Regions from separate parts of the Mus musculus genome. Here region 2 is linked to region 1. The links are chromatin contacts, called in public Hi-C maps. All regions are on one chromosome and are shown on one strand. The core of a region is the stretch at or near the end of the contact, and the rest is flanking DNA. Distances in the headings are between cores, read along the strand shown. Region 1 has its middle 7.5 kb from the start of Trappc9. Region 2 has its middle 14 kb from the start of Ptp4a3.

Evidence for each region. Hi-C and Micro-C count contacts between places; a contact is called where the count stands out from the background.
Region 2: a Hi-C map of regulatory T cells shows a contact between it and region 1, with 2.6 times the contacts expected there. The contact joins two enhancer-like sites. A contact is called at or near these places in 6 of 484 Hi-C or Micro-C datasets (CD4 T cells, CD8 T cells, memory CD8 T cells and 2 more), 4 of 115 datasets of contacts at active chromatin or transcription factors (bone marrow-derived macrophages, double positive thymocytes, memory CD8 T cells and 1 more) and 2 of 9 other capture datasets (adipose tissue and liver).

What each region holds. Positions count from the first base shown.
Region 1 is chr15:73,065,540-73,071,870 of GRCm38.p6, forward strand. No RefSeq gene overlaps it. Among named protein-coding and RNA genes, the nearest start is that of Trappc9, 7.5 kb to the left of the region's middle. Within about 2 kb of position 2,117, at least 330 of the 459 cell types and tissues checked have an H3K27ac peak or open chromatin away from gene starts, as enhancers often do. A contact at or near this core is called in regulatory T cells, where this site is marked.
Region 2 is chr15:73,730,489-73,736,819 of GRCm38.p6, forward strand. It overlaps a transcript of Ptp4a3 not described here. Among named protein-coding and RNA genes, the nearest start is that of Ptp4a3, 14 kb to the right of the region's middle. Within about 2 kb of position 2,718, at least 29 of the 459 cell types and tissues checked have an H3K27ac peak or open chromatin away from gene starts, as enhancers often do. A contact at or near this core is called in regulatory T cells, where this site is marked.

The DNA of each region.
Region 1 (6,331 bases), core at 867-3,366:
TCTCTGGGCTTCTGTCTCCCTCTTAACCACATTGCCACCTCTCTTTTTTTTTTTTTTTTTTGGTTTTTCGAGACAGGGTTTCTCTGTATAGCCCTGGCTGCCCTGGAACTCACTCTGTAGACCAGGCTGGCCTCAAACTCAGAAATCCGCCTGCCTCTGCCTCCCGAGTGCTGGGATTAAAGGTGTGCGCCACCACGCCCGGTGGGAAGAATCTATTTAACTACCATATTCATTTAGCATTACCAAGAAGCCCCTTGGTTAAAGTTTCACAACTCTTCCCTCAAAATACTGCCGCGATGAGCTGGAGAGACCCTGTTTCGCAAGCATGAAGACCTGAGCTTGGATCTAGCACCCACATCAAAACTAGGCATGATGGAGTGTGTGTGTCTGTAATCTTAACACTGGGGAGTCAGACACAGAAAGATCCCTGGGGCTACTGAGCCGAGTAGCTTCTACAAACTAAACTGATGAACTCAAGGTTCACCAAGGTGTCGAAAGATTGAAAAAGACACAAAAGATTGACCGCTGGCCTCTATGGACAGAGTCGCCTACATAAACACAACTGCACATTATACTGAAGACACACATAACACAATGGTGTGGTTACCATTTATTGAACTCCTACCTGACTGTGTGCAATGAATGAGCTTTCCATTAAACTCGCTGTGTCCCAGTAAGACAGGTCATTCTAGTTAAATACTCTTTATGACCCTTCATCAGTGTGGAGCAACTGAGAAATAAAATACAGGAATGAGACTTTAAATTATGCTGGTTACATTGTCAATATGTTGGATGGAAAGAAGCCACAATTTTGAGTTTGATTTACTCACTCCTCCTCCAGGGTTATTCAGATTCTAGTACAGTCCTTAAACTCCCTTAAAGTCCTCGATTCCCTTAAAGTCAACACTTAGCAGGCTGCAAAGGACATAGGAACTCCACAGGAAGACCAACAGAGTCAACTAACCTAGGCCCTTGGGTCTCTCAGAGACTGCACCACCAACCAAAGAGCATCTACATGGGATGGACCTAGGCCTCCCTACACATATGTAGCAGATGTGCACTTTAGTGTCTGGATAAATGGTTCAATGGTTAAGAGTGCATACTGCTCTAGCAGAGGACCAGGGTTCTGGGCCCAATACCCAACAGCAGGTGGCTCACAACTGTAAGCACAGCTATAGAGGAGCTAACCCGCTAACTTCTGCAGCACCAGCACTCAATACAAACATACTGGTATAAAGACAATAGTCAATGACTACGAGGGATAATTGGGGGCAGGGCTATCACACAGCCCAAGCTGGCTTGAAACTAAGTAATCCAGGATGACCTTGATCTTTTGAGGCTTTTGCCTCCACCTCCCAAATTCAGAATAATAGGGATGTGGGAACTGAGCTATATGCATGCTAACCAAGTAGTCTACCAGCTGAGGCCCACCTTCAGCCAAACTCCTGGAATTTAACCCCAACGTTAGTGGACACAAACTCATTTCAAACCTCTCAGTGCCTCTGAGAGACAACTCTACTGCCCAGGTGAATGTAAAGCGAAAGAAAGGGGCGCAGTAGTAAATTCTCAGCAAGCTGGGATGCTCTGCAGATCTGGGGTTGTGCTACACCTGATTTCAGAGGTGGAGCCACCTGCAAATGTCCCTGGAAGAAAGAAGAATGTACCCCCTTTTGCAAAACACTTATCACACCAGACTTGAGAGGAGAGGGCGACACTGACGTGTCAACCAAAGCATGGGCTCCTGGGGGATGGGGAGTGGGGGACATGGTCGAAGTCACAAAACCTGGTATCACTCAATCCATTCCTTGAATGAATAGAATGAATGAGTGAATGAATGAAAGGCTGTGTGCTACGAATCCCTAAACCAGGCACCAGTCGACCAATCAACGCCTTCTCCTGCAGCTCCGCCCCCGAGGCCACACACCCCAGCCACTGTCAGAGTTCCCTCAGACTGCTTGCAAACTCCGGAGTAGTGGATTACAATCCTTTCTGAGTCCTGCGCATGCTCTGCGGTGACTAGGGGGGACAAATTTAAAAGCGATTGGCTGGGGGGAAGACAAGCTCCGCCCGACTCCGCCCACCCAGGCTCAGGACCAATCCACAGCCGAAGGCTCGCCTTTCCCAGCACCGCCCCGCCGCCCGCCGCGCCCTGGGGCGGAACCTATCGTGAATCAGGTTGAGAAAAGAGAAGGGAGGGGCGAACGGGAAGTGACGCACGAGCGCCAACGGAAGGCGGGCGGCCGGAGTTTGTTGCCCTGGGAACTGAGCTCTCGACTACGTCAATCTTGCGTCATAGGTCTTGTATATTTTACGCATGCGCGGCCACATAGCAGAGCGCGGGAAGAACACTAATTTAGGCCAAAAATGGGTTCAGGGTCGCCTGTGAAAGTGGCCTGGATTGGGTGGAAAAGGGTGAGGTGTCCGGCCTGAGGCCCAGAAGGTGGGATAGGCGTCTCTATGAAGATTCACACATTTTTTTTTTCCTTTTGGGACAGAAGCCCCAGTAGCCCAGGCTGGCCTTGAACTCCCTAATTAGCTAAGGGTAACCTTGAACTCGTGATCCCCAGCTTCCACCAGCGTGCCGAGACCGCAGGCTTAGATCATCACACTTGGTTTATACCGTGCTGAGGGTCAAACCCAGGACCTCACAAGCCAGTCCCTCTTATCCACAGAGCTACAGTTTCGTCCCTTCCTGAATTTGTATTCAAAACTCATCTGTGCCAGAACACGTCATTCCGGGTAACTTGAATGAATTTGTGTTCTTGGCCATTCACCCCTGTTTGGCTCAGAAAAAAAAAAAAAAAACTAAACTAAAAAAAACCAATCATGCCTTTTTTTATTATTCTTTGTAACCACACCTTAAAGCCGGGTGTGGTGGTACAAGCCTTTAATTCCAGCACTCTGGAGGCAGAGGCAGATGATTCTCTGAGTTCAAGACCAGTCCGGTTTACAGAAAGATTCCAGTACAGTCGGAACGACACAGGAAACCCTGTCTGTTGCAGATAACAACAACAACAAAAAGCAAAACAAAAACCCACCTTGATCATTGACCCACCTAAGGTCATTTAAAAAGAATAGTTTTTCATTTTTCAAAGAGACTGTTAATTTTGGGAAATACCTTGAACAATGTGTGCTTTCCAACTGTAATAAAATTGGTGTGAATTGTCAACAAAATAATTTTTCTCTTTTACCTAATTTTTCATTCTCTTGGTATAGCTGTCATGTTGTAGAAGCAACAAATTTTTTGAGTTAATACGAAATAACTTTCACACACAGGAACTGCCAAATTATAGAATTTGTTAGTTAACCTAAGTATTATATTTGTGCTAGAGTATTCATACCGAAGCAGAGTGATCACTTGTAGAACCAGAAACCTTGTTTACAAAATTTATAATCCAATTTTTTAAATGGAATTTTACACTTCAGAGAAAAATATAAAAAGGTATAAGAAATAAAAATTCTTATCAAGGATTAGTGGGATCTGCAATTCCACATGTGACCACCAGGTGGCAGAAGGTGTTAGCAGCCATGCTAGGAAAACAAGCCATCTGGGTTGAATTAGGAGCTAATTGCCTCAAATTGTCTCTGAAACCCAGGGTTTGTTGGGGAGCCTGGGTCAGGGAGTTCTGGACGCATTCTGAGTAGACAAGCCGGGGAGGAACTCATAACAGATTTAACTGAATTGGCAGTGATCTTAAATAGTGATTTAAGAATTCAGGTTATACTGGACATGGCGGTACAGGCTTTAATCCAGAATTGTGGAGACAGACACTTGCCAGTCGCTGTGAATACAAGGTTAGCCTGGACTACATAATCCCTTATCACAAAAAGATTCAAGTTCTTAATTACATTATATTATGTTGTATATCAAATGTCATATATATTAATAATTATATATTACATATATAACATATATAATTAATATAATTGGAAATATGTGCTGTATATTTGTGAAGTTATTGCCTTATGATTAGAATATTGGCTTGTATACTCCCTATCCTAAATAATACAACATTAAATTAAATTTTTTAGTTTTTAAATTTTTACTTATTTATTCATGTGTATACCTGGGTGTGTCCACGGTATCTTTAACCTAAGCACTTAAGAAGCAGACACAGGCAGATGGTTTTGAGTCTGGAGACTGTCAGGGCTGCAAAGAGAAGCGGTGTCTCAGAAACCAGAAAAAAAAAAAGAAAGAAAGAAAGGAAAGCAGGCAGGGGCCACTTGAGGAGCCTACCTGTAACCGCAGTTCTCAAGACTGCGGGAGGAAGACCTCAAATCCAAAGCCAGTTTAGGGTGCATAGCCACATGGCATGGTTCTGACTCAAAGAGAAATGGTGGACAGGTGCTAGGAAAATAGCTCTGCGGTTAAAGCACTTGGAGTTAGTGCCCTGAGATACCATGTGATGCATTATAGATGGCCAGCCTCAATATAATATAATGCCATATAATATATAATTCCAGGCTCAAAGGCAAAGACGGGATTCCTTGAGAAAGCTGCCTAGGAAGATTAGGGCTGGGCTGTGGACTTTAGTGAGGGACCCTGCTTCAACAAAGCAGTCAGAGGAGGATCAAGGAAGATTCGCAGCATCAACCTCAGGCCTCCACACGCACAGGTAGGGATGTGTAACACACACCCACACAGATACACATATATATGTACCCAGTCACATGCAAAGACATGCATACCACATGTCTACACATGCATGCCACACACGGAGACAGGTGAAAAAAGGCAACATATCTCCATGAAGGGACTGGAGAGATGGTTCCGTTGATCCAGTCTTTGCCCTGTGAGCATGAAGAACTAAGTTAGGTCCCCAGGACTCACGTGAAAAGCAGTCATGGCTATGTGCGTTGGAGGAGTCAAAATGGAAGGAGCCAGGGTCTGGCTGGCCAGCTGGTCTAGCCAAAAGAGTAAACTGACCAAGTCATCTCAGTCAGCCAATGGGTTCTCCAGGGAAGGAGCGAGGATTAAAAAGAAAAAAGACAATTAGACACCACTGAGGCACGACCCCAGCCTGTTCTGAGGCTTATTTTTTCCCAGTCTGCTTTTATACCATTTTAAGTACATGCAAATAATAAGGTCAGTTCTAAGTTAAGGAACAAATAAGACAATAAAAAAAAAAAAAAGTCCTGGGATCAATGTTTCTAGGGACTTATCAGGATGCCCAAGATATCTGAGCCTATTTCCCTGTCCTAGCCCAAAGTCAAATTCCTGCCAAGTTTCTAGAAGCGGCCCCCAAAGCTCTCCATAGTAAACCCCTGGTCTCGAAATACAAGCTGACAAATTCTGGACACACAGACACATAAACACACATAGACATACACACGGACACACACACATACACACAGACACACACAGACATACAGACACACACACACACACCTGACAGGACATGTCACACACATCTTAAAACTTCCCAGCTCAGCAGGTAAATGTGTTCGCTGCCAAGCCAGAAGACCTGAGTTCAATCCCCAGGACCCACATGGTAAGAGAACTAACTTCCATAAATGTCCTCTGAGGACCACAGAGGTGCCCATACACCTATTAACATATAAACAAAATATAATTAAAGCCTCTTTTTCTTTCACTAGTTCTGGGGTCTGAGGCTGAACTTGATGGTGGATGCTGGCTGAGCACATGGGAGGCCCTGGGCTCTTTCCCAGAACCACAAAACAAACTAAAAACCACCTTCACAGTTCAGTGCTGAGGGAATGGTATAATGAGAGAGGCTTTGGACAGACTGTAATGACATCTGCTCTACCTCTCAACCAGCTTTTTTTTTTTTTAACATCCCCTCACTGTTCTTCCTGGTTATCCCCTTCCACAATCCTTTTCCCATTCCCCCTCCCCTTCTCTGAGCCTCCCACACTGGCACTTGAAGGCTCTGGGAGGCTAGGGGCTTCCTGTCCCACTGAGGCCAGACAAGGCAGCCCAGCTAGAAGAACATAGCCCACAGACAAGCAATAGTTTTTGAAATAGCCTCTGCTCCAGCTGTTTGGGACCCACATGAAGACCAAACGTGTGGGAAGGCCTAGGTCCATCCTGTGTATGTTCTTTGGCTGGTGGTGCAGTCTCCGAGAGCTCCAAGGGTCCAGGTTAGTTGACTCTGTTGGTCTTCCTGTGGATTTCCTACCCCCTTCAGGGTGGGCAATCCTTCCTCCTAATTCTTCCATAAGGGTCCCTAAGCTCCACCCACTGTTTGGCTATGGATGTCTTAGTCAGCTGCTGGGTGGAGGAGCCTATCAGAGGAGGAAAACTTGCCCCTGTCTGTAAACATAACAGAACATCATTAATAGCATTAGGGACTATTAGTGTAAGACCCAT
Region 2 (6,331 bases), core at 1,468-3,967, 670 kb after region 1:
TGGCCCTGAAACTCTGCCAAGGCAAGCAGTTCCCTCTAATCTCCCAGTTAAGGCAGCAATGAGGCCCCTCCTCCAGGGTCAGCTTTCCTCTGGCTGGTTGCCCAGAGGCCCAGCAAATGCTGGGAATTGCGTTGCCGAGCTTAGAGGTGCCCAGAACTCCCAGTGGTCCCTCCGTGGTGATCTCCCTGCCTCTTCTCTTCCCTTGGCCTTAGGGAACATAGCCCTGGATATACCATACAAAGCTGGATGGCTGATAAGTACAGCCTGGATGGCTGATTCCTGGCTATCTGAGCTGAGCTGCTGCACCTGAACTGGGTGTTAGCGGGCACCCCCCCACCCCCCGAACGCTGATTTCACTCTCAGGCCTGTGGCCTGTGGGGGTGCTGCCTGCTGGTGCCTTGATTTCCCTTTCCGTCAGGGCTCTTGGGGCTGGTGTGGACCAGTAGTGGCTTCAGAGCTCACAACAGATGATCGCAGCAGTTAAACACTGTTCACGGCTCAGCTTGTAGATTTGGCCACGTTTGTTGTAAATGGCCCAGGGAAGAGCTTCCTTGTATGCTGGCCTTCCCCTTTATGCTCAGCGCTACAGGAACAGGATGCCAACATCACACTTGGACTTTCCCATGGCCTTGACTGTGGGCCTCTGGTTCCTGGGTCTTGAAGGGTTGTTTATTGCCTGCCTCCCTACCCCCACTTACAATGGAAGTTCTGGACAGCTAGGGACGTGCGTTTGGGCATTGTGTGAATCTCTTAGTCCCATCTGCTGGCCCTGATCCCACGTTACCCCATTGCCACTGTCCTGGCTGCTGTATGGGGGATGAGGACACAGGCTATTGGCTTTGTTCTGCCTCCCAGGTTCCCTGGAAGCAGTCCTGGTCTGTAGTAGCTTCATGGGAGTAGAAAAGTGGAAAAGGCATGGTCCTATACTGGAGAAACTCTCTCTCTCTCTCTCTCTCTCTCTCTCTCTCTCTCTCTCTCTCACACACACACATACACAGCAGGATGACAGAGGACAGTAATCATCTTCTTGGAGCATGTAGCTCTGCATCCTAGAGGTTGTGCTGCAGGAAGGTGATTTTCTTCTTACCGGGTAGTCAGGTGGGCTTCTAGGAGGTGGTGGCAAATGGTATGGAGAGAGGGGCTAGTGGGGTGCAGCCCACGTCACCTGGGCAGGGCTTTGCTGAGCCCTTTGGGGTTGGTGGTTAGGCACTGGTCCAGGGTACCTCTTTAATTCTCAAGGTAACCTGGGGGTGGCTGCTCTTTAACCCCGCCCTCCACCCCTCGCCAGTTCTCAGGCAGGAAGCTGCTGTCTGGGGCTGGCCTCCTGCAGGTGGAAGTGTCAAGTGGAAGGCAGGCTGATGTTATGCCTCTGCAGAGTGGCCTGAGCCAGCTCTCTTGGTCCTTTTGTTTGTGGTGAGCCAGAGAAGGCACCCCCAGGTGTGTGTGGGAGGAACCCAGAACAGCTGTGGCACCCAGTTCCCTCAGTGACAGAGAGGCGATGATTAGCTCATAGGACTGCACCACGCTGACGGCTGACATTTGTCTGCTGCCGTTTGACTGCGAGGACCTCAGTTTCCTCCCCTGTCAGAAGGTGTGAAGTCTCTGTTTAGGGACTTCGGGAGTCCTCAGCTACTGCGAGGCAGGCCCTCCTGCTCCCCCCTACCCCTTTGTCTCCTCCTACTAGCTGTAGTTCCCACGACTGGCCAGTGCAGGAAGCCATCTGGAGGGCTTATTTACCCTCGCTTAGCCTCCCTGGCAGGAAGTCACCGGAAGGGCCGTCCCCAGGGGCCCCTTCAGGCCTGTGAGGACAGCCAGCGGCTTGGGGGTCTGTGCTGTGGAGTCCCCCAGTGGAGCAAGGGGGCAGGGAGCTGGGAGAACAGAGCCAGGCAGGGCTGGGAGCCGGGTGTGTGGCTGGAGTGGGGTTGAGACATTTCATCTAGGAGCCATCTGACCGTCTGTCCACCCCTCCCCCGCCCAGAGGAGGCCCAATAGTGCTGATCACAGGACTCAGGCAAAGCCACTTGGGGCTCCATCCCAGGGTGGTCTGTGTGATGTGTGTGGGATCCTGGGAACAGGAGGGGACACACGTTGCACGGACCACCAGGTGGAGGCTGCATGGGGGAGGAGTGATCTCAGGGCAGGAAGCGGAAGAGGTGCAGGAAGCAGATGTGGCCTTGGGAAGGGAGGGGCCCCTGGGAGTGGGGGCAGAGGAGAGAGAAGTAGAGAGATCACAGAGCACAAATAGTACCAGTGGTCTGGGCCCTTCGGACCCCTCTATTCCCCTTCCACAGGCCTCTGGTCCGTTTGTTCCTCAGAAGTCCTCTCGGACCTCCATATCAGCTCATTAGACTGGCTGTTTAGGCCTAGGAACCTGGGCTTCTGCCTTACAGGCCAAGCGTATCCAACTGCCCCAGGCATTTGTCCATTGGCTGGTCTAAGTGTGATTGACAGGGCCTGGGGACTGTTCCCACGGACACTGCCAGCTGGGCCTGCCCTGCCCCAGGAGGGACCTCGAACCCTGTGGGACCTGTGGCCTGGGTTCTTGGCAGCCTTGTGTCTGTCCTGGCTTTTCGTCTGCCTTGGGGAGTTGGGTGGGCCCTGGGGGTCACACAGCCCTGTCTCAGCCAGCTATGGGTAGGTCAAGGTATAGCCTCCTCATTCTCAGTGTCTCCCCTCCCCCCTGTTTCTGGAGACTTCCGGTTTCTGGAGACTGTAGCTTACGATACGACCCTGAGTGCAAACCCCTAGATGTGCTGGGGTTTCCCAGACAAGCATCCTTCCAAGCCTCTGTCCTGTGCTGGAGGAAGTGAACATGAGAACCCAGTCTGGGTCGGAACAGAGGCTGTCCCTTGGCACAGTGGTGGCCATTGATTGTCCCAGGAGGACCACTGGTAGGTCCAGAGCATTTGCTGTGTACACCGAGGACATGCCGTCCTGCGATCCAGCTTCACACAGCCCTGGGCTGAGACTCCCCCCACCTCAGAGGCTGTGCCAGGGTCAGGAGATGATTGGCTGTCTCTGTGAGGCCAGACCTTCAGAGTGGGGTCAGCCTTGGCTCAGCCCAATAATCTTGCCTTCCCACGAGATACCGAGTGAATCTGAGATAGTGCAGAAGTCCCAGTGGAATGGGCTAAAGTATTTAAACCACAGCCAACCCCAAGTGTAGCCAAGGAGCATCAAGCACAGTGGGCCAGGTGTCTACCTTGTAGCTGAGAGTGCAGAGCCCAGGGTAAGGCTGACTGCACCGTGTCCCGGCCTGGCTAGGGCAGGGACACCTTAGCTGTGATGCTTTCCTAGGCCCAGTACACCCCGCTGATACCAGGGGATCTTCCCTCTGCTCTTCCCTTGGCCTGCCAAGACGAGGGCATTTGGATGGACAGAGTCAGGCTAATTTGGGATCCTAGGCCTGTGTTCACAGCTGGGAGGCAACACCCAGAGAATCCACAGGATACGGCACATAAGCCCGCTGAGCACGGGAGCAGAAGGATGGGTCCTGGTCCTCAAAGATTCCAGAGATGATATAGAGACCATCAGGCCATGCAGGCTAGGGTGATCTGGAGAGTGTGTGCGTGGTTTCTGGCCAACAGCTCAGCAGGTCTGTGACCAGAGAGTCCCCTAGAGAGTCCAGAGACATCATTCAGGAAGTCTTTGCCAGGGTGAGGCTACATCCTTAAGGATCCTGGAGGGCCTCCAGAGGGAGGCAGCCAGGATAAACACGAACAAGAAGCCCACCTGCCCTTTACCGTGTAGGAGCATGCTGTGTTCAGAAGTACTGGTTAGTGTTCATCCCCCACCAACCCCCACTGACCACTGGCTAGACTAGAGAGTCACCGAGCAATACGAGGAAAACCAGGAACCCTCTTCTCTAAGCTTTAGGAGCTAGCAAGAGCCATAGGCTGCCCCAGCTGGTGCATAAAGCCCATGTGGGGAAGAACAGGTCTACAGCAGTTAGGGAAGGTTGAGTTGAGTGCCTGAGAGACCTGTATGGTCTCTGCTGCTGCCCAAGTCTGGGATTGCAGGCTTGTGTTGGTACCCTCGGCCCCCCAGCTGCATGCAGACCCTGGATAGCTCGCTCCTGGCCACTCGGTTTCCTTGGTTTATGTTCCCAGACAGAAGTAATCCTGGTTCTTTCTTGGCATGTGCTATCTTCCTTGAGGTGGGCTGCGGGGGTGGGGGGGATCCCCTGAGAACCTTCCTTCTCTTGGGGGAGGGGCATCCCAAGTGGTGACTTTTGATCATCTCTATCTTTGGTCCAGGCTCTGAGGTTGGGAGGCTTGGTGGGAAGGGACAAGCCTGCCAGCTGTCCTTCATTTCACTGGCCACGTGGTCCTGGCCAGGCCTGGTGTCCTGGGTATGTAGTCCCCACCTTGGTCTTATCCCACTGCACACCCCCTGTATTTGCATACCCATTGAAATACCTACTGGGTGCAGTGTTCAGAATCCATAGACAAGGGCATCCCCTCAGTGGGAAGAGGACAGATTCCAGGTCAGACAGTGCTGATGGACAGCTGTTAGCCCAGAAGTCACTGACCTGAGGTTCGAGTGACGAGGAGACGTGGGGAGGCAGAGACGTCCATTGAGCAGCTAGGCCGTGCAAAGGCCTGGGGGCAGCGCTGCACTGAGCTCAGTGGTTTGCAGACGCAGCTGGGGAGGCAGGTGCAGAGGAGGCTTAGAGAACAGTTACTGGTTCTGGGGCGATCCTCTGGGTGCGAGAGCATCTGGAGGAGGCCATGGTCTCCCTGAGGTGTGATGGGGGAAGATGAACGACCTAGGATACCCAGCTGGGGCTGTTCCAGGAGGCCTGGCCCTCAGGCGAGTGGCTCAGCATCTCACTAGACCCCCTTCCAGAGCTGCCCTCTGCCTGGGGTTGTAGGGACTGTCTGTGTCCTCTCTTGTGTTGGACTCTGGGACAGGCCTGGATGAAGACCAGAGATCTGTTGGTGCCCATGGTGACTCTGATTTCTGAGAGCTGGCCTAGCTGGCTTTTATTATAGATGATGCCCACTTATTCCACAGTGGCCCTTTGTTGCTGGGCCCTCCTGTGGACACCTATCCTCTACTCTTCTATTAACAATGACACGTCCCTCATTGTCCTGTGTATATGACAGTCACACAGTAAGCCAGTCCTGGGGATGTCTACCCCACTACACAGTTGGGTGAACTTAAAGAAGGCCAATGTAAATAGACAGTGACTATCCCATCCTGTAGGATGGTGGGAACTGGCCAAGTCTTTTTTCTTCCCCTTCTTTCCCAGTGTTTAGGGTCCTTCAGAGAGAGACACTCAGCTGCCCAGATCTCCCAGGAGCCTGCTACTGGCTCTGTCCAAATAAGCTCAGTAAACAGCCCCAGGGTGCTCTCTCTAGCTCGCTTGCGCTCTCTCTCTCTCTCTCTCTCTCTCTCTCTCTCTCTCTCTCCCCCTCTCTCCCTGTATCCCTCTCCCCCTCCCTCCCTCCCTTGTCAGAGTGTGTTGCAGCTTTTCAAATGCTTAGACAAACATTTCCTGTCCTCAGGGGAGTGATCTGAGCTCTCCTGAGGTCCTGACCATTGCCCAGTGGCCCATCAGGTCTGCCCTTCTCCCCTCCTCTCCCCTTTACCTTGCACCTCTTCAGTGGCCACACACTGCCAACATTCTGCCAGGTGCCCCAGGTGTGGGCTGGATTCTGTTATCCTGCCCTTGTTGCCATAGCCCACTTCCCTGCCTGGTTTAAGCTCTAGGCTTCCTGGTCCCTCTCGGGGTGCCACAGTGCTCTTGGACCCCGGCATCTCATAGCATCCGCCTCCCTTATTCCTGCAATGATCAACACTGTCTCCAGCTCGGGCTCACAGTGATCTAAATGTCCCTTAGCCGAGGACTAGATAAAACATGGCATGTTCCTACAGTGGAATACGATTTGGCTAATAAAAGGAAGTGAAGCACTGGCTTGCTACAAGTGAGATCTTTGAAGACATGCATGTATGGGAAAAGACATCACAATGGTTCCATGCGACATCCTTTTAAAATCCCAGACAGGGAACCACAGATGGGGGCCAGAGGAAGAGGTGAATGCTTGTGGCTGCTCTGTGTGCTGACAGGAGGTCCCCAGGGCCTCACACATGTTTGCCCAGCACTTTGCCCCTGGGCTGCAGCTCCAAGACTTCCAAGTTTTAAATCTGGAGACAGAGTATTGCTGTATACCCGAGACAGGCCTTAGACTGACAACAGTTCTTTTGTCTCGGCTGCCTGAGTGTTGGGATTAAAAGAAAAATTCCCCTGAAATCTTTAGTTAAATTTATTTATTCAATCACCAGTTGATTACTTGATTAATTGATCGATCGATTGATTGATTAATTG